7 separate regions of the Mus musculus genome follow, and regions 2, 3, 4, 5, 6 and 7 are each linked to region 1. Evidence: chromatin contacts called from public Hi-C, HiChIP or PLAC-seq and promoter capture Hi-C data. All regions are on one chromosome and are shown on one strand. Each heading gives the region's core, a stretch centred on a gene start, on an enhancer-like site or on the middle of the called end of the contact. The rest is flanking DNA. Distances are from core to core; before and after follow the strand shown.

Region 1 (2,884 bases), core at 171-2,670:
ACTGACCCTAACATCCTGTGTGATGATGTGTTAAATAAAGAGTCACTCATTTCCTGGGAGCTTTTTCAACTGGAGGCCTCTGAGACTAGGCTCCCAATTGTCTGAGCTATTTACAGTCACCGTGGACAATCTGTTCTGATAGGTGTCCCCTGCCCTCACTGGCAAAAGATGACGCTGAGTTTGTTGAAAGTTGTTGTCTTTGTAACTTTGCTACTTGTATCGGCGCTTGTTGATACTACATTTTAAGTCTTTACTGTGTCTGAATGGCTTAAGTTTAGGGCCTAAGGGTTCCTGATAGGCTGTGATCAACGCTATCATTAATGAGCTTGCATCTGTTCACCAAAGCTGCTTTTTCAAAGTTATATAACGTTTGTTCTCCGTCCAACTTTTCCCAACTCCTAGAAAAATTATGTATTTTTTTTTTTAAATCTGCCAGCCTCCATGCTTAGCAAACGTGTCGAGGCACCACTACATTACACACAGGCACCAAGGTTACCATCTAACGAAATAAACAAGTGCAAAACAACTTTTTAAAAAAGCACCGAGGGGGTAATGTTGGACTGTGCTGCCTGCAGCCTGGGTAAACTCCCCTCCCCGCCCCCCAGCAACAAAGTTGGAGCTGGGAGAGGATAGAATCCTTCGGCGCAGACACTGCTCCGCTTATCCTAAGAAATGGCATCAGAAGGTAAAGTAGGGCGCTTATACGACAACGTTAGGAAGCCGCTCGCTCCCATCTTCCAACAGCCAGCATATAGGGCAAAAACCCAAGTGTTGTAGACTTAATGGAGAGTGAAGCTAATTAGGGATAATGAAAGCTCTGTAGTAAGAGTCGCCGCGTATAAGGAGGATCTGAGCACCGAAGGCGCGGAGCAGGCTCGATGGCCTCCTGGGTCCTTTTCCCCACGGGACATGGCCAGCGCCGCTGTTAGCCGAAGTCAGTGGCGGGCTCCGGGATTCCCAGGACTCTGTTCCTCCCCCGGGGCGCGGCCTACGAGGGCCGGACGTAGCCCTCCCGGGCTCCCGCACTCACCCCTGCGATCTCTTCGGCAGAACATTCCAGCAAACTGCGGTCGATGGCCTGCACCTCGGGCTCCATCTCCGACGCCATCTTCTCTCCTCCTCCTCTCCCCGGGTGCTCTCGCCGCTGTCGCCTCTCCCCGGGCCTCAGCTTCGCCTCTGCTCCCGCAGCCGCGACGGTCACCCCTGTCCTGGGGCCGTCAGTCCCGGGCCGTCCGGGCTGCCGCCGAGCCGAGATGCGCGAGGAGCAAAGCGGGACGCGAACCTGCAGCGGGGACGGCAGCCGCTTGCGCGCGCGCCCGGGCTCGGCGCCCAGAAGTCAAGTCGCCTCCTCGCCCGTGACCGGGGGAAGGACACCGAGAACCCCAGGCCTGGCACTCCGGACAGCCACTACCGCGTTCAACGCCAAGAGAGGGGCAAAAACACCCAAGCGAGGGAGCAGGGCATTCTGGGTACTGTAGTCGTCCCCTGAGCGGCCAGGGAGAGAAGCGAAGCCTCTAATAAGGAGCGGCACACGAGTATCATGGGAGTTGTAGTCCATCCCCTGGCGGAAGCCTGGAAAAAGACAATTTAGAATCCGTGAGAGGGGCTTGACACCAGAAGAACGAAATAACGTTTGAGATCTCGTCTTAGTCTCTTAGTCCTATTTATTCTTGTCATTTTTTTTTTATCTCCCCAGCACCAAGAATAATCATTCCTGGCGCGATAGACACACAGCTGTCTGTCAAAAGTCTGGTATCTGATAAACCCTCAATTGTCAAAAGAATGAATGAATCGCGCGTTCTATCCCGGAGGTTCTAATGCCTTGTCATCCTGGCACTAGTCACCGAGGTGTATTTAGTACCGAGATTTTGAAAAGTTTTAAGGTACAATTGCAAGACATTTAATTTATGACCATTGATTGATATATATCCTTTTCTTTCCTTAAGTCTTGTTGCATCAGAAAAGGCGTCCAACGAATCAACTTAAAGACCAACTCTCAGAGTCAGACAACCCTGGAAGCACGCGCTTACTTCCGCGTCCAGCCTGCCTACTCCTGCGGCTGCGCGGAGGGAGAGCCAGGGCTAGAGCTGCGACTGCCATTGTTTTTTGCAGTTTCTCAAAAGGTCAAGGAAAAAAAAAAAAAAAAAAAAAAAAAAAAGACTTTAAGGTTCAATGGCAGGCCACAAAGCAACAGAAGAAATACTGGATATTTTTTTTTTTTTAGCTGCATTGCTTTAAGACTATACTGACAGAAGCAGATCTAAAAGCAGACCGATTGGAGGCTTATATACACTGACTGTAATTTGTGACATGTATTTGAATATCTTTTAAATTATCTTCGTGGAGAAGATTAGGCTCTCACAGATGACCAGACAAACCCTAATTGCCCTGTAGGAAGAGGCTGGTATCTTGTACTGGAGTTGTTAGGGTTAGACCTTGGAACCTGCGGCTCTAACAAGCTAGGCTCAAGCATATATCCTCAATATAACAATTAAAGAGATAAGCAATAATGAAGAGACAGAGAAAGGAGACTTATTCGATATAGCCACATTGGGGAGAGGGACAAAAAGGTCCAGTGACCATCTGCCCACCCTCAAGTTCACTACCTTTCAGAGTCCTGACATGAGGTTTAGTTTTAAAGAAAGGGCAGCCCTGGTCAAGGTGTGGTCCTAGTCCATCGCTGGTCCATCATTATCTTGACTCCAGTCTCTCTTGCAAGTTGTAGAAACTGTAAGACACCTCTTTCTGGGAGGCAAGCTCAAGCTCTGGTTGATGCCAGACTCCCCAGCCTTTTCCAACTCCTATTACTTGGGGGGGCCATTGTCTTAAAAGCCTGGTAGCCAAAGAGAAGAGCACAAAATGGTGGTACCTTTGTGGTTAGGGA
Region 2 (2,884 bases), core at 102-2,601, 980 kb before region 1:
CTGCTCGGCCCAGATCGTACGTGCGGTGACTCTGGTGGGTGGGCAGGGCCCGCGTGGGCGGCGAGACGATCCTGGCGCCCTCCCACCTAGCGCGCACCCCCTCCCCCTCCACGTACGACGACAGAGGGGGACGCCTCGCGCCCGGTGCCCAAGGACCCGCGTGGGGCACGAAGCCCCCCACGCGCGCGCTCGCACGCACGCACGTCCCCAAGCGGGAGAGGCGCTCGCCACGGCCCGGCGACAGCAGACGGGCACGACCGCTTACCTTGGCATGGTGGAGGTACAGCAGTAAAGCCAGGGTCCAGTGCACCCAAGAGAGCAGAAAGTTCATGGTTTCGGAGGCCCGTCCGGGGCCGGCGCGGCTCGCGCTCCCTCTCCGGCTCGGACTGCGAGGCAGCCCGCTCTCTTGCGCGCCTTGGCGGGCTCCTCTCCCTTCTGGAACCGAGGCCCGGGCCGGGGCCTGGGGCGCGCGCGCGGCTGGAGCACTGTCTGCGCACACGGCCGCCTCACCCGTCCATGAGCTCGGCTCCTGAGAGCCGAGCGCCCACTGCGGCCCCCTCTCCTCTTCCTTCTCTTCCTCCCCTCTCTTCTCGGGCCCCGGCTTCTCCAGGCCCGAGCTAGCACTTCTCCCAGCTCCGATCGGTTTGTCTCCTGCGGCGCAGACCACGGCTACTACGGAGCGAGAAGAGCCCAGAAGTTGGACGAAAAGTTTCCGTGCAATCCCGCGAGCCCCGACCCCCTCCACCCCGCCTCCGGGCGCGGGCTTCGGTTCCTCGCGGCTCGCCGCCGCGTCCACCGTCGGCAGCCCGCCGGCGAGGAGGTGGGCGCTGGGGCTGGGGGCGGTGTCTGTCTGTCTGTCCGTCAGCGCGACTGGTCCGATGCAAGATCCCAAGGGGGAGGGCTCACGCCGCGCTCTGGCGGTCACCCCCAAAAGCAGGTCAGTCACTTTGCCCCTGTCCCTCTCTCTGTTCGCTCGCCAGCGCGCTCTCTCTGACCGGTCTCTCTCTCTCTTCCTTGACTTCTCTCTGGAGCTCTTGATACCTCTTTCGTCTGCTGATTTCCACAATCCGAAGTGATTTGAGGGAGTGAAGAACCAACCTCCTCAAACCGTTGGCACGATTTAAGAGGGGAATAGGAAGCAAAAATAAATTAAAGCGTAAAACAATACAGTTTAAGAAAAAAAAATTAAGAGGTTTGAATATCAAATCCCAGAGCACAGACTCCCGGGCTGGTGAGTCCGCTGAATAGTCTGCCTTGTCGCTGCGTCTCGCGACAGAGCTCCGCTGCCGCCGCTCAGCTCGCCCCCAGTGCCGCGGCCTCGCTGCAGCTCGGCTGCCCCAAGCCTCTGCGCTTCTCACCGGTAACAGCGGTGGAAGAAAAAGAGGAAATCTAGCTCCACCCCCAAGCCCCGCCCAGACCCGCCCCGGGGAGCGGTCTGGTGGAGCCAGGCACCGCCTTTCGGGGAGCCCCTAGGCCACTACCGCGAAATGGAAAGCTAAACCCCTTACCAGGGTCCACGGCCTCAAAATTATCTGTGCACCCCTTCAAACTGGGCTCAGGAACACACTGGGAATCCCAGAGTATTGGGAATCAGGGGAGACAGGAGAGTGAGGTTATATGCGGACAGGGTCTAAGAACAATTCCCTTTCCCAGGAATATAGGAGAAAGTAGGGGTTGGAAGGCGGAGAGCTGGCAGGGACGTATGAGGATAGGGACAACTAGAGTGACCCCTGGCTTTCTCCCCCACCTCACAAACACACTACACACACACACACATGCATGCACGCACTCACATTGACACACGCGTCCTCCCTCACGCAGACTCGGCTCGCCCAAGTTCACGATCTCCCCGTGATGGCCGAGCGCCCCCTAGTGACTACATTATGCACACCCCAACTCTTGCTCAAATGGCACGGGTCTTGGAAAGGGGGTGAGAGTTGATTCTTGAGTGCGGCAGACTTTGAGCTCCCAAATAATTGCGTGTTTCTGACATACACACACACCCAAAAAGTTGCGTGTTTGACCTCGGAAGCATAACTCTAGGTTTATATGTGGGGAGGGGGTTACGGGGGGGGGGGAGTATGCTTATCTGAGCCCTTGTCTGATCTGCAGTCATCAGGAGCTAGGGCCCTGGGGTGAATGGGATCCTCTGGGAAGTTTCCAGAGAGGCTTCTCTGGAGAGAATTTGGCACCAAATTTGTGGCACTGAGAACGGGAAGTGGAGTTCTGGAGTTAGTCAGTGGCGGGGAGTGAGACGACCTGTGGAAACCCACGTATGCACTGTGTAGTCTGGCAGAGCCCTGAAGGAGAGACAGCTGGGCAGACAGAGGCCCTTGTTCCTCCTGATCTCTCTCTCTCACACACACACACACACACACACAGAGATGTTGCCAGGGAACTGAAGCCAGGGTGCCAATGGGGGCAGAAGCGGGCCAGGCCGGCATGGTGATTCAAACCTACCCTAGCATTCAGAAAGGTAGGTAGGCCAGCTGCCCAGCGCTGCCGCCAACCCTCGGAAGGGTGGGAGTAGAGGCTCCCTCAGTTCTAGCCTAGGCTTACGGTTCATCTTCTAAACAGAATTCAGGGGTGTACTCTGTCCTCCCATTCTCCCTAAAACCCTTGGCTATTTCTCTATGCTTGCACACTTAGCCCGTGTGGCTCTGTCCCCTCTCTTTCTACTAAGTCCCCTTCTCCATGTCCTCAGTGTCTTCCTTAAGAGCTCTCCAAAACCCCCACCTCTAACCCACCCTTGGATATAGGAACCAGCCTGGAAAAATTCCTGGTTGGGCTTTGGCCCAGCTGCTCCTAGGCTCCCCTGGGAACAAGAGGGGGCTCCGATACCTGTGGGAAGAGAGGGACCAACCAGTCCCAGCCCTCACCCAGA
Region 3 (2,884 bases), core at 131-2,630, 850 kb before region 1:
ATCCTGGTCTTAAGCATACAGGATAGCATACAGAAAAGACACCTACTTTCCTTTACTGAAGACCCAGGTAAATGGCTGATCTGCAAGGCTTTTCAACTTTTGGTTCTTTTGGTATATAGCTGGTGTGGAAACTATCCAATGTGGACAGCGACTGCATGCTCAATAGACTCGTCTCCTTCGATGTGGAACTGTGCAGAAGTTATGGACTCAACCAGGTCTGAACTCCTTCAGAGTACACCAGAGGTAAGTGCTCCTACCGTACCGTGGAGAACTTTCAAACTCTGTTCTATTTCTTGGCTATGTGTGAACACCTGGTTGTTTGTGAAGAGAGGGGAATGGACGTACTGTGAGTCATGAGATAGCCACGGCGCTGGAATTTGAACCCTGGCGTCCTGACTCTGTGCCCAGCAATTCTGCTTCTCCATTCTGAGCCTTTGGTGCCCCGTATACTGGTTTATGTCGCTCTGAGAGTTCTGAAGGACAGGAGAGACAGCTTGGCTAGAAAGACAAATCAGCAATCCCCTGGCGTCCTAGGACAAGTTCTATTCCTGGCTACTTTCCCCGCCCCCTGGTGGTTGACGTAACTGGAACCCCAGCTCCGCCCCAAGTAGGGGCCAGGCCCCTCCTCCGGACAAGTTTTAAACCAAATTCTGTTTTCCGGGATTGGCTAAACTTCAAAACAAAGGGGAGGAGAGATACTTGCAGTAGGCACCCTCCAAACCTTAGGCAGCTGGCTGCTTTATGGGTCCTGGACACGTGTCTGGCCACTGCGGTGCCTGGGGCTGCTAAAACCAACCCCCGGATTGTGCCACCCAAGTAATAAAACAGTGACTATATTGCAAGGGTGGCATAATCATCGTCACAATAACAGCTCTAATTATGCTATAACTACCATCTGCCTCCGCCCTAGCTTTTGCCCTGACTCACTCGACAGCACTCCAGCCGTCAGGAAAGAAACTGAGGCAGAGGTGGAGCCAGCAGGCTGTCAGATCCAACCTCCCCGATTTTTAACTTGTTGTCTGGGGTCAGCGCCGAAAGGTCAAACCCAGTTCAATTCTGATATAAGCCCTTCACCTCCGGTTACTGTCCCTAATCTCAGGCCACAAAGCCTTCCTACTGCCCCTAGAAGAGAAGCCGCTGGCAGTACGGGAAACTGGGTGCCGACTACAACTCCCCTTAGTCTTTGCGCTCAAGGCGCGCTTGCTGCCCTCGCCCCCGAAGCCACCTGTGACTCTCGCATAGCGATGCCTCTTGGGAATTGTAGTTCGAACTCGCATTCTTTAGCACTAAATCTCATAGCTGCGGACTCAGTATCCCTTGATGCCCTGCGGCTTTTTCTGACGCGACTAGGAGGACAGGGAAGGCAGGGGCGTGGCCTACAGTGGGCCACACCCCGCTCTCCTCCGGCTGGCCCGACTCGGCGGTGGCAGTAGGGGCGGCGGCAGTGGCGGGGGGGAGGGGTCGGGCGGGGGGCTGGTGGCAGCGGCGGATGGACTCGCGGGTATCGGAGCTGTTCGGCGGCTGCTGCCGGCCCGGAGGAGGCCCGGCCATGGGTGGAAACCTCAAAGCTCGGGGGGCCGGCGGTAGCAGCAGTTGCGGGGGCCCAAAGGGGAAGAAGAAGAACGGAAGGAACAGAGGAGGTAAAGCCAACAACCCTCCGTACCTGCCCCCAGAGGTGAGCACCTGAAAAGTGGCGGAGCCATGGGGAACTACTCTTCCGGTCCCCGAGACTCCAAGGAGGCGGGAGAGAGAAAATCAATCCCCCTTTCCGGTGTCAAGACCCAAGGGAGGAAGGACCGGGGAAGAGAACCCCTCCTCCTGTTCCAAGACCCCTACAAAGCGGGATCGTCAAGACTGGACGATCCTTTTCAGTGTCAGGACCTCGGGAAGGGACTGCCCCTTTCACCTCCATAACCTTTGGATTAGTGGGAACCGGGGATCCTTTCCTCTTGAGAAGAGCAGAGGATGTCTGAACCCCTACTTACTCTGGGAGTGGGGAAGGAACACTGTACTGGGAAAAGAGGGCAGGCAGAGTAACCAACGTTTTTCTAAACTTAATCCACAGGGAGAAGGGGAGTAGCCGGGACAAGAGCAATGTGTTCCTTCCCTATTCTTCAGTACCCACACACATTAAACCAGAGAACAGTTAGACGTAGCCCTCTGCCCTTTCCTTGTCCTGTGGGGCTGTGGACACAGAGAAGAGTCCGCACGAACCCGCTCTGGGAGTCCTCAAGGCAGAGAAGACTACTTTCCTTCCTCTTAAAATAGGAGAACCCAGTCGGGAGCTAGTGGGCTCGCCTTTAAGTCCCATCACTCTGGAGAGATGGCTCAGCGATTAAGAGCACTGTCTGTTCTTCCAAAGGACCCCCAGTTCAGTTCCCAGCACCCACATAGCTGCTCACAACGGTCTGCAACTCCAGTTCCAGGAAGTCTGATGCCCTCACACACATACATGCAGACAGAACACCAATGCACGTAAAATAAAAATAATGTAAAAAAAAAAAAAATCCCATCACTTGGGAGTCAGAGGCAGGGGGATCTCTGAGTTCAAGGCCAGCCTGGTCTACAGAGCAAGTTACAGGATAGCCATGGCTCCACAAAGAAACCTTGTTTTGAAAAACAAAGATGGGAGAACCCAAGGTGGGAAGAGCTTCAATGGGTGATTATGACTTTTAAGTGTGCACCAGAGTGATTCAGGTTGCTGTTCCTGCTCATAGAATTCTGATTCAGTGGGTGAGAGACGGGCCTGATTGTTTGGCATTTCTTACAAGCTAATGTTGTGGTCTTAGCACCACAATGGTCTTTGAGAACCATTGGCCAAGATTATCTTTCTACCATCTTTATAGTCAGCTATCCTAATTATTCACCTTCAGCAGAAGAGTAG
Region 4 (2,884 bases), core at 99-2,598, 760 kb before region 1:
TAAACGTTCCTGTCTCCTAGGTTCTAATCCCCTGGCTGACCTCCACCATGCTCCTGGCTCAAGCAAGCACATAGACTTCACAAGCAGGCACCTGAGTGTACCCTCATTCTTGTTCTCCTGCTTGGCAAACGACACAGCCAGCAACAGTTCCCCAGTGCCACTGGAGAAATGGCTCAGCTATTAAGAGCACTTAACTGCCCTTGCAGAAGAACTGGGTTTGGTTCCCAGCACCTGGTGGGACCTAACATTCTCCTCACACTGCAGGGATCACTAACACACAGTGGTGCACAAATACACATGCAGGCAAACACGCATATCAAGAAAGTTTTAGGGTCCTCAAGTTACAAAGTCCTTTCTCTCACACACTGCCTCCCCAGAGCACTGGTGCAAATCGTCTAGTTCTCCCTGCCTTACTCCGTTAGTACTGTCTGGAGTTCATCTATGCCCCCAATTTCAGCCTGCATACACTAGCTGGCAGATTCACCAGAATTCATTCCCTCCTGGCTATCAAGATTGCAAAATGTTATCAGTCTACTCAAAAATTCTAAATTGGGCGTGGTGGCTCATGCCTTTAATCCCAGTGCATGGGAGGCAGAGACAGAAGCAGGTAGATGGCTGAGTTCAAGTCCAGCCTGGACTATAGAGAGAGTGCCAGGGCTAAACAGAAACAGTTTCAAAGTGAATTTTAAAAAAATCATATATAATGAAGCTCCAATCAGGCCTTCACTACTCAACTTTTATTCATAGTTCAAAGCTTAATTCAAATGCCATTCCCTTCACTGACCTTTAACTACGTCCCTTCAGTTAGCTGGATTCAGTGCATCAATGATTCCTGACCATATCCCAGCCATCTTCACCGCTATCTTACTATTCTGGAATAACTTGTCTGTGTGGTCCATTATCCCACCGAGAGCAACCACCGTGTCTGACCCGTCCATGGAGCTCAAGCGTGTTGTATGGAAACAGCGACCCCCACCCCAACCTGCGAGGTCTGGCCCCTCGGGCCGACTGGGCACCTTCAGCTCTACCCACCTTCTCGAAGCGGTTCTGGTCCCAGGCATCATCATAACCGGCGTAGTTACCGGGAAAGTCCGTGGTGTGGACCTAGAGCCAACAGAAAGGGCAGTGTGGCCAGCCTTCACACCAGGCCTCTACTTCCCCGTGCCGCCCTCATCCTTCCCGCGCCCCGATCTCTTACATTGCGAACCCCAAACTCTCCGAGAACCACGCGAGTCCGCATCTCCTCCACCGCCTGAGCCGCCGCCATCTTCCGCCACTCGCTGTAAAAGGAGGCGAGTCCGCGCCTGCGTCTCCGCAGCAACGCTCGGGCTCCCGCAATCTTGAATGTCGCGAGATCTTGCCCCGCCTCTGTCCACGTCCTTCACTTCCGGACGTCAAGTGGGGCCAAACATCCGGGTTTCTCCCTTCGGCGTCCCGGCGGATCCCCACCTTGCCCGGGCGGTCGCCCCTCTGAACCTCTCCCTCCCTCGGACCCGGGTCGCACGCTCTTCCCACGCGCGCGTGCTCCAGCGACGGGAAGCCTCGAGGGACATGGCGACTCCGGCGGCGCCGGCCAGCGGCGTCCGAAATGGTGCTGGCCCGGAATGGGGAGGCTTCGAAGAAAACATCCAGGTATGGAGCGCGCCTGCTGCCAGCAGCCCCGGGCTGGCGGCGTCCGGACGGTGGCTGCTGTTCTCTCTCGCGGGGCCTAGAGGTCGGCTCCGCTGAAACGCAGCCTGTCCCCTTTGAGTCTTCCCGGGGAAGGGTGTAGCTCTTGTGCTGGCGTGAAAGGGACAAACTAGGGCTCCCGCGGGCCTCGGCTCTCTGTGGGGGCTGGAGGCTAGGATCCACTGGCACCCCCTAAAAATAGGCTTGTTTGAGAATTGGGAATGGCAGATGGGCTCTTTTGCAACTCTTTGGAGCTTTGAGGTGGAAAGTAGGAAAACAACGTGGATTGAAAATAAATAGTAGGGTTTCCAGGACCACAAAAGTGACGCGACCAAGAGTTGCCACCACTGAAAGAGTGGCAGTTCCAAGCCATGTCCTCGGCAGTGGAAGATCAAAGCCTCAAGTTGTCAGCTGAGCGGAGAACGGGGAGGATGCAATGGAAGGGCCCCTCACTCTCCGAGCCGTTGTCTTCACAGGGTGGGGGTTCGGCTGTGATTGATATGGAGAACATGGACGATACCTCAGGCTCCAGCTTCGAGGACATGGGTGAGCTGCACCAGCGCCTGCGGGAGGAAGAAGTAGATGCTGATGCAGCTGCTGCAGAAGAAGAGGATGGGGAGTTTCTTGGCATGAAAGGCTTTAAAGGACAACTGAGCCGGCAGGTAGCAGATCAGGTAAGCCAATGGGGAAAAAAAAAAGGACCTATGCATGTCCTAAATTGATCGAGGTTTTCCACTTAGACCCACACGTAAATCTCGCCGAGACTGAATAACAATCTAGAGCCAAGAGTCTCATCATACCCATTTCCCTTCAGATGTGGCAGGCAGGGAAGAGACAGGCTTCCAGGGCCTTCAGCTTGTATGCCAACATTGACATCCTCAGACCCTACTTTGATGTGGAGCCTGCCCAGGTCCGAAGCAGGTGAGGCGCCTTCTCTGAGACATCTGTCCTCACATCTAGACCCTCATCCAGACTTCACTCAGACTCAGAGCCCTGAGCTCTGGTGGACTCCCCTACTTGCAACCCCATTACTGAACTGAACATGTTGTGAATACTTGGTGAAAGGTACAGTTGGCTAGGTACCCCTCAAGTGCGCTAACCCCTCTTCCCTCCTACCCCGCTTCCCTCCACACCACCATCCTTTAAATGGCAGGCACTCACTTTGTTCTCGTCCCTCCCTCACCTGGACTCCTAGACAGTTCTCTCCTCTTCAGGG
Region 5 (2,884 bases), core at 264-2,763, 710 kb before region 1:
TCATCTCATCACACAGACAGAGCTATTGCTAACATTGGGGTCCACTGTTTCTCTCCCTCACCTCCTCACTCTGTGTTTCTTACAGAGAGAGAGAGAGAGAGAGAGAGAGAGAGAGAGAGAGAGAGAGAGAGAGAACTTATGTAGACCAGGATGCTTTCATCTTGAAATCCTCATATTTTGGGATCCTTTAGACTTCAAAAAGGTGACTTACTAGTCATGTTGTGCTAGCATACCAGCCTTACATTTTCTACACGAATTGTTGATGCTCTGGGTTTGCAATTTTTGCTAAAAGAAAACAACAACCCAACTTAGAACAAAAGAAATGAACGCTAGAAGCCCACTCGGTGACTCAAACCCAGAGAGTGCCCCCCCTGGGGGGGGCAAGAGGAAGTCAGCTATTGAGCTGAGATTGGGCGTGGGTGTTGTCAGGTGTAGGCGGTGGGCACTGCCCTGTCCCTCGAGTCTCTGCAGCAAGAAGCCAGTCTGTGCAGTTAAGGAAGTCACCTTCCAACTTAAAGATAGGAAGTTCCATAGGAAGACCTAGAGACTGTGGGCAGCCTTCCCCTCTGCACAGTTACCCAACCAAACACCAAACACCAACAAATACACATATTGGGGTCTTTATCTTCTTTGGGTTTTTTTGACTCATTGGCTCTGAGGGGTAAAGAGACCTACAAGGGCAATTCTCCCCACCCTCTCTCAATACAAAACTCTCATTCCGAGATGTGGAGCTGTGAACGGATGTGGGGATGTTCAGTGGCAGGAACTTGTGGGGCAACACCAATAGGCAGTGTATGATCTAGGCAGGCTACCCAAAGGTGGGCTTGGAAAGGAACGGGCTGTGAAAACTGGGAGCAGATGGGAGGAAAGAACAGCGGGTACGCTGGGATGGTATTTATGTAGATATGGTCCATCCTGAAAGAGGTAGCGAAGAAAGAAAGAAGCCCACAGAGAGCAGGCGCTGACCTACGAAGCCAGTGACGAAGGCTCTGCAAGCCGGGGAGGCGTGGGCTGGTGACAGGAGGAAGGTGGCAGCAAGCATGGCTTCAGTGTGCTCGGGCTAAAACAGGAGAGCCGGGAAAGGCTAATGAAAATCACGATGCGCGGTAGACAGGGGCGTGCAGAGTCGGGCGTGGGTGAGGGGCAGAGTGGGGCGAGCGGTTGAGGTGGGGTGGGCAAGAAAATGGGAAGACAGCAGGGCGCGCACCTTCGGCCCGCGCTTTACGGTGTATGCCCAGTTCAGCTCCTTTGATTTTCTAATTTCGGAGGAAGAAAGCGAAGCAAGGGGGCTGGGGGCCGCGAAGGGAGGGGCGAAGAGCGCTGGGGGGTGCCAGGGCCGAGTGGCAGCGCGAGGTGTGGCCGTGCGCAGCGGGGGTGGGCGCGGGGCGCAGTCGGTGCGGGGCGGGCCGCGGCGGCGGGAGGGGAGAGGCGGGCTCCGCCGGCACACGCCGCCCCTGGCAGGGGGCCGAGCGCGCGCGAGGAGCCGCTGCCGCCGCTCGGGGTCGCCTGCAGCCCCAGATTCCCGAGTGCTCGGCTGGCATGGCAGCTACTTCGGTGCCGAGCCCCGCGGCCAGCTAGGGGCGGCCCCCCTCCCGCCCCCCGGCCCAGTCCGTCGGATCCGGTTTGACTCTGCGCCCCGGGGACGCGTCGCCTCCCAGCCGGAGGTGAGAAGCTAGGAGGACGCGGTCCCTCGGTGGGGACCTCAGGCCGAAGCGAGGCGGAGCGAGCGGGGTTGGGGGGCTGTGAGAGCCAGGCCTAGGTGGGTGGATGTCGGAGGACCCGGGAGGAGATCTCTTGCATCTAGGAACTGGGAGCCGCTCCTCCCCACGCCCCAGCCCCCACGTCCCGTCGCGCTCGCCTTTCCGCGCTTGTCCCCATCTCTATTGACCCCTCCACCTGGATCGCGATCGCAGCTCTGGCTGTTCCCGCGCGGTGGCCACGCTCGCTGCTGCCCATCCTTTGGCCTCTTTCCCGCAGACCTGGCTAGTGGGTTCCTGCCTCCAGTCCCTTCGCCTGCTCAACCCTTTCTCTCGCCCGCCCTTCCACTCCCCACCCGGGGAGTCCCTCTCCTTCTCCTGCTCCTGTCACTTGGAACCAGTATCAGTGCCGCTATCTCCGCGTCAAGCCGCTTCCCAGCCCGTGCCATCCCACAGGTGTCTACACGTCTGGCCGTTCATCCGTCCGTCCCTCCTGAGGCCGGAACTGACCATGCCCAGCGGCTGCCGCTGCCTAAATCTCGTGTGCCTGCTGTGCATCCTGGGGGCAACCAGCCAGCCTGCCAGAGGTGAGCCTGCCCCAGGGATTGGGTCCCGGCTCTCCTCAGCCGTCCTCGCTGGCACGTTGACCTCTGCTGGCTAGAGACGGCACTGCAACCGCTCCGTTCCATAGGGAGAGATCTATAAGTGCTCTCTTTGGAATGGGACGCTCGTCCGTGCCCATGAGTCCATCTGACTACTGAAACCTCTGCCAAGTCCCGCGCCTGGGAAGTCAGACTCGGACCCAGACTCACACCCACTACACCAATCTCTTTCAGCGGATGACTGCAGCTCCCACTGTGACCTGGCCCACGGCTGCTGCGCTCCTGACGGCTCCTGCAGGTACTTAAGCGGCACACGTGCCTCAAATCCTTTCCTCCCCACTTTTTGGTCCTTTACACCGAGAGCATGTCAAAAACCCGCAACAGTATCTAGGCGCTTAAGACCCTATTGTGTGTGTGTGTGTGTGTGTTTGTTTGTTTATACATAACAGGATGACCAGTCCCCTCCCCTCCCCTCCTCTCCTCTCCCCGTATCTCTTTTTGCTTCTTACTTTAAGAGCTTGAATAACCAACTCTTTATTCTCTCAAGGGCTTCTGTCCCTCAAGATGCCATAGAGTCATCTGAAG
Region 6 (2,884 bases), core at 181-2,680, 650 kb after region 1:
CAACCGGAGGAGAAGTGACTCTCACAAGTTGTCATCTGACCTCCACATGATTGCTATGGCACACATGCATGCCAGCACAAACACACACATAAGCACAAGCACACACACAAATAAGTGAAACTGGGCGTGGCGGTGGTTGTCTGTAGCCCCGACACTCATTAGGCAAGAGACATGGTCCCCAGAACCCGATGGCCAGCCAGCATAGCCAACCAATAAACTCCAGGCTTACTGAGACACCTTGACTCAAAAATAAGATGTATGAACAATAGAGGAATATACCTGATGTTACTTGTGCACATGGGCACATACAAAGTTTTAAAAAACTCTTTGGCTTCCTTGATTTTTTTTTTTTTTTTTTTTTTTTTATGATCCCTCACTGTCCTGACATCGTCCAGCACTGTTCTTTCCGGTCCTCCAGCAATTTCCCCCCACATGTTAGGGGTGCAGTCCACTCTCTGTCCAGAGGCGGAGACTCCGTGTGAGGGAAAGGGCTTCCTCTGGTCTTCTGCTCTCTGTTGGGTTAGGGTGGGGACATGGATGGGCATGAGACTTGCTATGCAGATTCCTACCCTATTTGAGCATTCTTTTTGGTTTTCTTTTTTCTCTCTCTCTCTTTCTTTCTTTCTTTTTTTTTTTTTTTTTTTTGAAACAGGGTTTTTCTGTATAGCCCTGGCTGTCCTGGAACTCACTCTTTCTTTTAGGATATACTTTGAATACTGACTAGGCATTCTGTTGTTCCTGGAAATTCAGTGGGGGGTGGGTTGGGCATAGTCCCCACTTTCTCTAGGATCTCTAGCTGCCCACTCTACTTTGCTAATGGCACTCCCCCTGTTCCTTTTTAAACAAAAATTTTCTTTGTTTCAAGGCAGAGTCTTTCCTATGTAGAACAGGTTGGCGATTCTCTGTCTCCCAAGTGCTAGGATTATATGCATGCATCCACACGTGGCCGCCTTTCATATTTAAGGCAATTTGCATGGCATTGGAGACAGAGGAAATGACAGTTGCCTCCAAATCATTCGCCTTCCTTCTGAGAAAAGATGTGTTTATGAATTGGAAGTACCCGTATTCAGTAGACTGTATACCTATAGGCAGCCAGCTCAGTGCAGAGGGTAGTAAGCATGCGCCCTGAACTTAGTGCTGGTCCTGATCCATTGGTCTTGGAAGCAGGTTTTACTGGAAGAGGATGTTTGGGTGATTGAGGCAGAGCCCTCAGTCCTGAGCTGATGGAAGTGTGGTACAGCTGTGCACAGAAAGGGGAAGGAAGGCTAGGGAATGGGGCATTTCAATTAGTTTTAAATAGGACAGAGTTCATGTTTACCAGCCAACATGCCTTGTTTCCTGGTCTCGAATGCTATCTTGTGAAGACTTTTAGTGTTCTCTAAGAGCCAAAATGCCTGCTCAGCTTCCTCCAGGCCCTCCCTCTCTGCTTGCTCGTGGCCAGTCCCTTTTACCCACTCAGATGTGGTGTTGCCCAAGGCTTCCTTTATTTCCTGCACTCTTCCTTAGTTTGCCCTCTCATTCTTTAAAAAAAAAGAAAGAAAGAAACAAACAAACCCAAGGCTGAACATTGTTTTGTTTTACCATATGCTACAATAAGTGTGGATAAAATAATTATAACCTTGTGAAATAGAAATTCATGAAAATTCGGAGAGGTTAATGTTAAAAAGACTGGCAGGCAAAATATTGTATATCATGACATATGCGTTATGTGGGTCACATTTAGTTCTCTTCGGTATCCCCTGGTTCATAAAAAGTGTTTCAAGAAATATCTGAAAGATGTGACTACAAAAAGCAGGGGAGCTGGAGAGATGGCTCAGTTGTTGTTCTTCCAGAGGACCCAGGTTTGATTCTCAACGCCCACATGATAGCGCACACGTCTGTAACTCAGTCCCAGGGTTTCTTAACACCCTCTTCTGGCTTCCACAGGCATGCATGCACATGCATGCACATGCATACATGCAGACAAAGATACTTATATACATAAAATACAATCTAAAACTTTAACAAAAGGAACAGACTTTGTGGGGTCTGTGGGAATCATCTGACAACATCTCCATCAGCAGAGGGTCATAGTGAACATTCTGTAGACAGAACTGCTTTGAGTCCGCAGCTGCCTAGGAAACCTTCCTGTGCTGAGCTCACCCTCCAGCCAACCACCTTCTTCATGAAGGCGATGCTGGAGGAACTCATGGCCTGACACAGTCCAGAGCTGAGTTGGCTGTCTGTCCTAAGGCCAGCAAGTAAATCATGCTCTGGTTCTTAAACAACAGTTGTATTTGCATTCAGTGCTTCCCATTTTCTATCCAGGAAGCAGCAAACCAAAATTGTGAGCAAGTGTCTTTCATGACGAATATGCCTTCCAGACTCTTGTAATGGTGATGGTAATGGCATGAGCACTCTTCTCAGTTGACTAGAGCCTCCCTTGCATGCTAAGTGGGGCTTTGTTATCCTCTCATCGACTCATCCATCCATCCATCTGTCCATTCCCTGTCTGTGAAGTGCCCATAGCAAGTCAAGCAGAGAATGCAGTCCTTACCCAGGAGCAGCCATTACCTTTCCTCTTCCAGGATCATCTCCCCATTTCTGCTGTTATTTTTCCCCTCCCTGTCTTTTTTAGATAGGGTCTCATACAGCCCTGGCTGTCCTGGAACTTGCTCTGTAGATCAGGCTGGCCTTGAACTCACAGAGATTCTCCTGCCTCTGCCTCCCAAGTGCTGAGATTACACCACCACTACTCTGCCTTTTTTTCCCCTTAATTGTGTTTATGTGTCTGGCATTTGAGGAAGCCAGAAGAAGGCATGAAATCCCCTGAACTGAGATTTCAGGCATTTGTGAGCCATCTTCCATGTGGGACTTGGGTATCAAACTCAGGTCCTCTGGAAAA
Region 7 (2,884 bases), core at 267-2,766, 620 kb after region 1:
AAGGTAAGCCGCAGGGTATGCAAAATTCCTTTACCTTTACAGATCGTAGGGGTGGGGGTGGGGCGCTCGGAAAAGTGCCTGGCCCTTTAAGGAGGAGGGCCAGACAGTAGACTCTGTACCTTTAAGAGCCTCTTTGTCTAGAAACCTTCTTCCGTACCTCAACCAAACTTTGCCGGTGACTCGCGCCGCGCCGCGCCGCGTCTTAGCCTCTCACACCGGCCCGCCACAGCCGCTGACCCGAAACTTGGTGCCCACGGCACAAACCTGCGTAAAGGGCGCGGGGCCCCAGGTCGCGGCCGGGAAGGTGCGCCGTTGGCGCATTGCGGGACCTGGGGGCGGGGCTCTGACAGGCGGGCCAATGGGCGATAAGGGGCGTGGTCCGCCTGCTCGTCTTGCGCCCGGGTGACAGCTCGCGCGTGCTGATGATGGCGGTAAATAGAGAGGGGAGGGAGCTGGGAAGGGGGCGGAGGGCCGGCGGAGCGGCCGAGGGGGCGGCCCGGGGGGCGTGAGGGGCCGCAGTGGCTGGGAGTTCGCGCAGATATTCGGAGGCGGGGACACGCGGCCCGGGCATGCCGGCCCTCCCCTTTTAAAGGAAAGGGAAAAAAAAAAAAATCCCCTCACACACCCGGTGAGGGGCGACAAAGGCGGCGTGCGCCTAGCGGGCGGGAGGAGCGGCGGCAGGGGGCGGGACCGCGACGCCGGCGGGCCCCGGGCGCCCGGGGCGGGGACGGCGGGCGGCGACAGCGAAGGCGCGAGTCCCGGCGCGCGGACGCTGCGTTTTGGCGGGGTGGGCGACGTCTGGGTTGTGAGGTGAAAGGTTTGAAGGGAGAGAGGGGAAGGCAGGCTGGGGCGGGGACGGAAGGGTTTGCTGAGTAGGAGATGAAGAGGATTAGGAGAGAAAGGGTTAGAAGCCGGAGAGTGGAGTGAGAAAGAAACCCAGGCTGGCCCCGGGATGAGGTTAGGAAGCCCGGGGCTGGGAAGAGGGATCCGGGGTCAGGGCTAGGAGCAGGGGTCTGGAAGAGGCAAGGCTTGGCAGGTGGGAGGTGTTGGGCCAGGGCCAGAAGAGTTGCAAGTGGAAGACAAGGAAGGAGCAGAGCCGGGGTAGTAGTTGGGAGTGGAGGAGAGTGATTAAGAGCCAGACGTGACAAGGGTGTGAACTAGTGCAGAGCTGGGGATGAGCTGAAGGGCTGGGAGCCGCTGGGGTGGGATCGACAAGGTGTGGGTCAGTAGCTGGTGAGGGGTGTAAATTCTGTAAAGTGAGGGAGACAGGAGACCTGGATCACAACCAGGTGGAATCAAGAATCGGACGTTAGTGGAAGGGCTAACGGGAAGCGAGCTGAGAGCTGGGCGTTAATAGGACAGTTCTGGGAGAAAAAGAAACAACGCTGAAAGGACGCTAGAAGCGGGGTGGAAGGAATGATGGTGAGCTGGGAAACTGGAGAATTGCTTGTCGAGGAGGTTCAGCAAGGTAAAGATAGTGGAGTCAAAAGATTGGCCGAAAGGCAACCCGAGGAGATGGGCCCTGGGAATTAAAGGATGGAATGGGGAGTGGGGAAAGAGAAAGGAGATTAAGGCAAGCTAGGGAAGTCCTGGTGGGTATAGAACTGGGGTGGGCTGCACAGGAGTGGGAAACGAATGTTTTGCCCTGAAGTGCCCCAGAAGGTCTGGAAGGGGCAGGGCACAAACGCTGTAGTGAAGGATCTGAAGTAGAGAGCCTTTGGTGCAGAAGATAAGGAACCATGGTGAGTGAAAGGGGACCTAGAAACAGGGGGAAAAGACTGAGAAGTGGGGGACCAGATGGGGGTGCAGCATAGGAGTTCTTTGTTAAGAGAAATGTGTATTGAATTTGTGAGTCCTTTTGTCCCTAATAGTAGGAAATTCCAGAAACCTTTTTCTCTCTTCAAGGAGTCTTGGATCCAGTTTCCATCTTTCGCCTGAAAATCCACTTTCATGTCCACTTTGAAAAGATGAGACCCATTTTTACTTGATTTTGTTCTTGTGGGATAGAAAAATTGGCAGCCTTGGGTGCTGAAAACCTCTTGGTTTCACTAATGTTGTGCTAAAGGGTAAATGAATTGTGTTTATTTACAATGTGCCTGTGGGATGTGGTAGTTGGGGTGGGTGGAGGAGCTGTTTTAGAGCTAACGACGCTGGCCAGGGCCAGGGCATCTCATTGAAGAGTACACCGTTGGGGAGAGAAAGACATGGTTCATTTGGTTTTTATTAATCAGACAGATTTCTGCCTAATTGTTTTCAGCAACTGAAGAATATGGAGAGAGAGAGAGAGAGAGAGAGAGAGAGAGAGAGAGAGAGAGAGAGAGAGAAAGAGAAATAACTAACCAGGGAAGTTTACTGAGCAGGAGTCTGAAGTCACTGCTCTAAGGGCGTTGAGTTCGTATGCTGCTTGCAGCTTTGTGTGGAACATTTTTCATGGGGTAATTTCTCCCCAGATCTTCAGACAGTGATGGAGAAAGGTTGACTGCAGAGCTGAGGAGAGTTTTAGAGCTGTGAACTCATCTTTTAGATTGCATAATGGCTTTATGAGTACCTTTTATGAAAAAACTTCTGTAAGATAAGATTGCAGTCCCTCTGCCTGTTGTATTGTATGATTGTGAATAGGAAGGGCATATTAATATTCTTTAGAACCCTTTGATTTGTAAGGCACATTTTTAATGAAAATAATTACATTTATTTGTATGTATGTGGAGCAGTTATGGAAGTCAGAGGACAACTTGTGGAAGTTGGCTCTTTCTTCGCATCATTTATGTACCGAGGATTGAACTCAGATAGTCAGGCTTGGCAGCAAGCTCTTTTACCCAATAAGCCATCTCTCTGGCACTATAAGACCATTTTGGAAATTAAAGGGAAGATGAGAATTTGGGGA

The links. Promoter capture Hi-C pulls out the DNA fragments that hold promoters and counts their contacts. Hi-C and Micro-C count contacts between places; a contact is called where the count stands out from the background. HiChIP or PLAC-seq counts read pairs in DNA pulled down with a chosen protein or histone mark.
Region 2: a FOXA1 HiChIP or PLAC-seq map of pancreatic cancer cells shows a contact between it and region 1. The contact joins the promoter of Vegfa here to the promoter of Ubr2 in region 1. A contact is called at or near these places in 1 of 39 promoter capture datasets (pre-B cells) and 1 of 115 datasets of contacts at active chromatin or transcription factors (pancreatic cancer cells).
Region 3: a promoter capture Hi-C map of liver shows a contact between it and region 1, with 3 times the contacts expected there. The contact joins the promoter of Gtpbp2 here to the promoter of Ubr2 in region 1. A contact is called at or near these places in 4 of 39 promoter capture datasets (hippocampal neurons, liver, neutrophils and 1 more) and 2 of 115 datasets of contacts at active chromatin or transcription factors (bone marrow-derived macrophages and pancreatic cancer cells).
Region 4: a contact with region 1 is called in a Hi-C map of CD8 T cells, with 4 times the contacts expected there. The contact joins the promoter of Polr1c here to the promoter of Ubr2 in region 1. A contact is called at or near these places in 3 of 39 promoter capture datasets (hippocampal neurons, liver and pre-B cells), 1 of 484 Hi-C or Micro-C datasets (CD8 T cells), 2 of 115 datasets of contacts at active chromatin or transcription factors (astrocytes and memory CD8 T cells) and 2 of 9 other capture datasets (liver and pancreatic islet).
Region 5: a contact with region 1 is called in a FOXA1 HiChIP or PLAC-seq map of pancreatic cancer cells. The contact joins the promoter of Dlk2 here to the promoter of Ubr2 in region 1. A contact is called at or near these places in 1 of 39 promoter capture datasets (liver) and 2 of 115 datasets of contacts at active chromatin or transcription factors (astrocytes and pancreatic cancer cells).
Region 6: an H3K27ac HiChIP or PLAC-seq map of microglia shows a contact between it and region 1, with 4 times the contacts expected there. The contact joins the enhancer-like site here to the promoter of Ubr2 in region 1. A contact is called at or near these places in 3 of 39 promoter capture datasets (the 3T3-L1 cell line, cranial neural crest and maxillary cranial neural crest), 3 of 115 datasets of contacts at active chromatin or transcription factors (the NIH/3T3 cell line, large pre-B cells and microglia) and 1 of 9 other capture datasets (adipose tissue).
Region 7: a contact with region 1 is called in an H3K27ac HiChIP or PLAC-seq map of microglia, with 5 times the contacts expected there. The contact joins the promoter of Usp49 here to the promoter of Ubr2 in region 1. A contact is called at or near these places in 9 of 39 promoter capture datasets (the 3T3-L1 cell line, cranial neural crest, embryonic stem cells and 5 more) and 3 of 115 datasets of contacts at active chromatin or transcription factors (the NIH/3T3 cell line, embryonic forebrain and microglia).

What each region holds. Positions count from the first base shown.
Region 1 is chr17:47,009,112-47,011,995 of GRCm38.p6, forward strand. It overlaps Ubr2 (ubiquitin protein ligase E3 component n-recognin 2), which reads right to left and starts at 1,421. Exons shown (of 47, transcript NM_146078.3): 1 at 1,031-1,421. The coding sequence starts at 1,108.
Region 2 is chr17:46,031,026-46,033,909 of GRCm38.p6, forward strand. Vegfa (vascular endothelial growth factor A) reads right to left here and starts at 1,352. Exons shown (of 7, transcript NM_009505.4): 1 at 266-1,352. The coding sequence starts at 865.
Region 3 is chr17:46,159,652-46,162,535 of GRCm38.p6, forward strand. Gtpbp2 (GTP binding protein 2) reads left to right here and starts at 1,381. Exons shown (of 12, transcript NM_019581.3): 1 at 1,381-1,675. The coding sequence starts at 1,490.
Region 4 is chr17:46,246,697-46,249,580 of GRCm38.p6, forward strand. It overlaps Polr1c (polymerase (RNA) I polypeptide C), which reads right to left and starts at 1,349. Exons shown (of 9, transcript NM_009085.2): 1 at 1,199-1,349; 2 at 1,033-1,104. The coding sequence starts at 1,267. Yipf3 (Yip1 domain family, member 3) reads left to right here and starts at 1,384. Exons shown (of 9, transcript NM_145353.2): 1 at 1,384-1,632; 2 at 2,145-2,342; 3 at 2,483-2,589. The coding sequence starts at 1,552.
Region 5 is chr17:46,296,415-46,299,298 of GRCm38.p6, forward strand. It overlaps Dlk2 (delta like non-canonical Notch ligand 2), which reads left to right and starts at 1,514. Exons shown (of 6, transcript NM_001286013.1): 1 at 1,514-1,664; 2 at 2,154-2,284; 3 at 2,534-2,597. The coding sequence starts at 2,209. Gm41588 (a long non-coding RNA gene) reads left to right here and starts at 2,604. Exons shown (of 2, transcript XR_876844.1): 1 at 2,604-2,884.
Region 6 is chr17:47,657,646-47,660,529 of GRCm38.p6, forward strand. The region is part of intron 3 of Gm20517 (predicted gene 20517); the gene reads left to right. The region is part of intron 2 of Usp49 (ubiquitin specific peptidase 49); the gene reads left to right. Among named protein-coding and RNA genes, the nearest start is that of Usp49, 28 kb to the left of the region's middle. Within about 2 kb of position 1,431, at least 12 of the 459 cell types and tissues checked have an H3K27ac peak or open chromatin away from gene starts, as enhancers often do. A contact at or near this core is called in adipose tissue and microglia, where this site is marked.
Region 7 is chr17:47,629,174-47,632,057 of GRCm38.p6, forward strand. It overlaps Usp49 (ubiquitin specific peptidase 49), which reads left to right and starts at 1,517. Exons shown (of 7, transcript NM_198421.2): 1 at 1,517-1,742. All of the region lies in intron 3 of Gm20517 (predicted gene 20517), which reads left to right.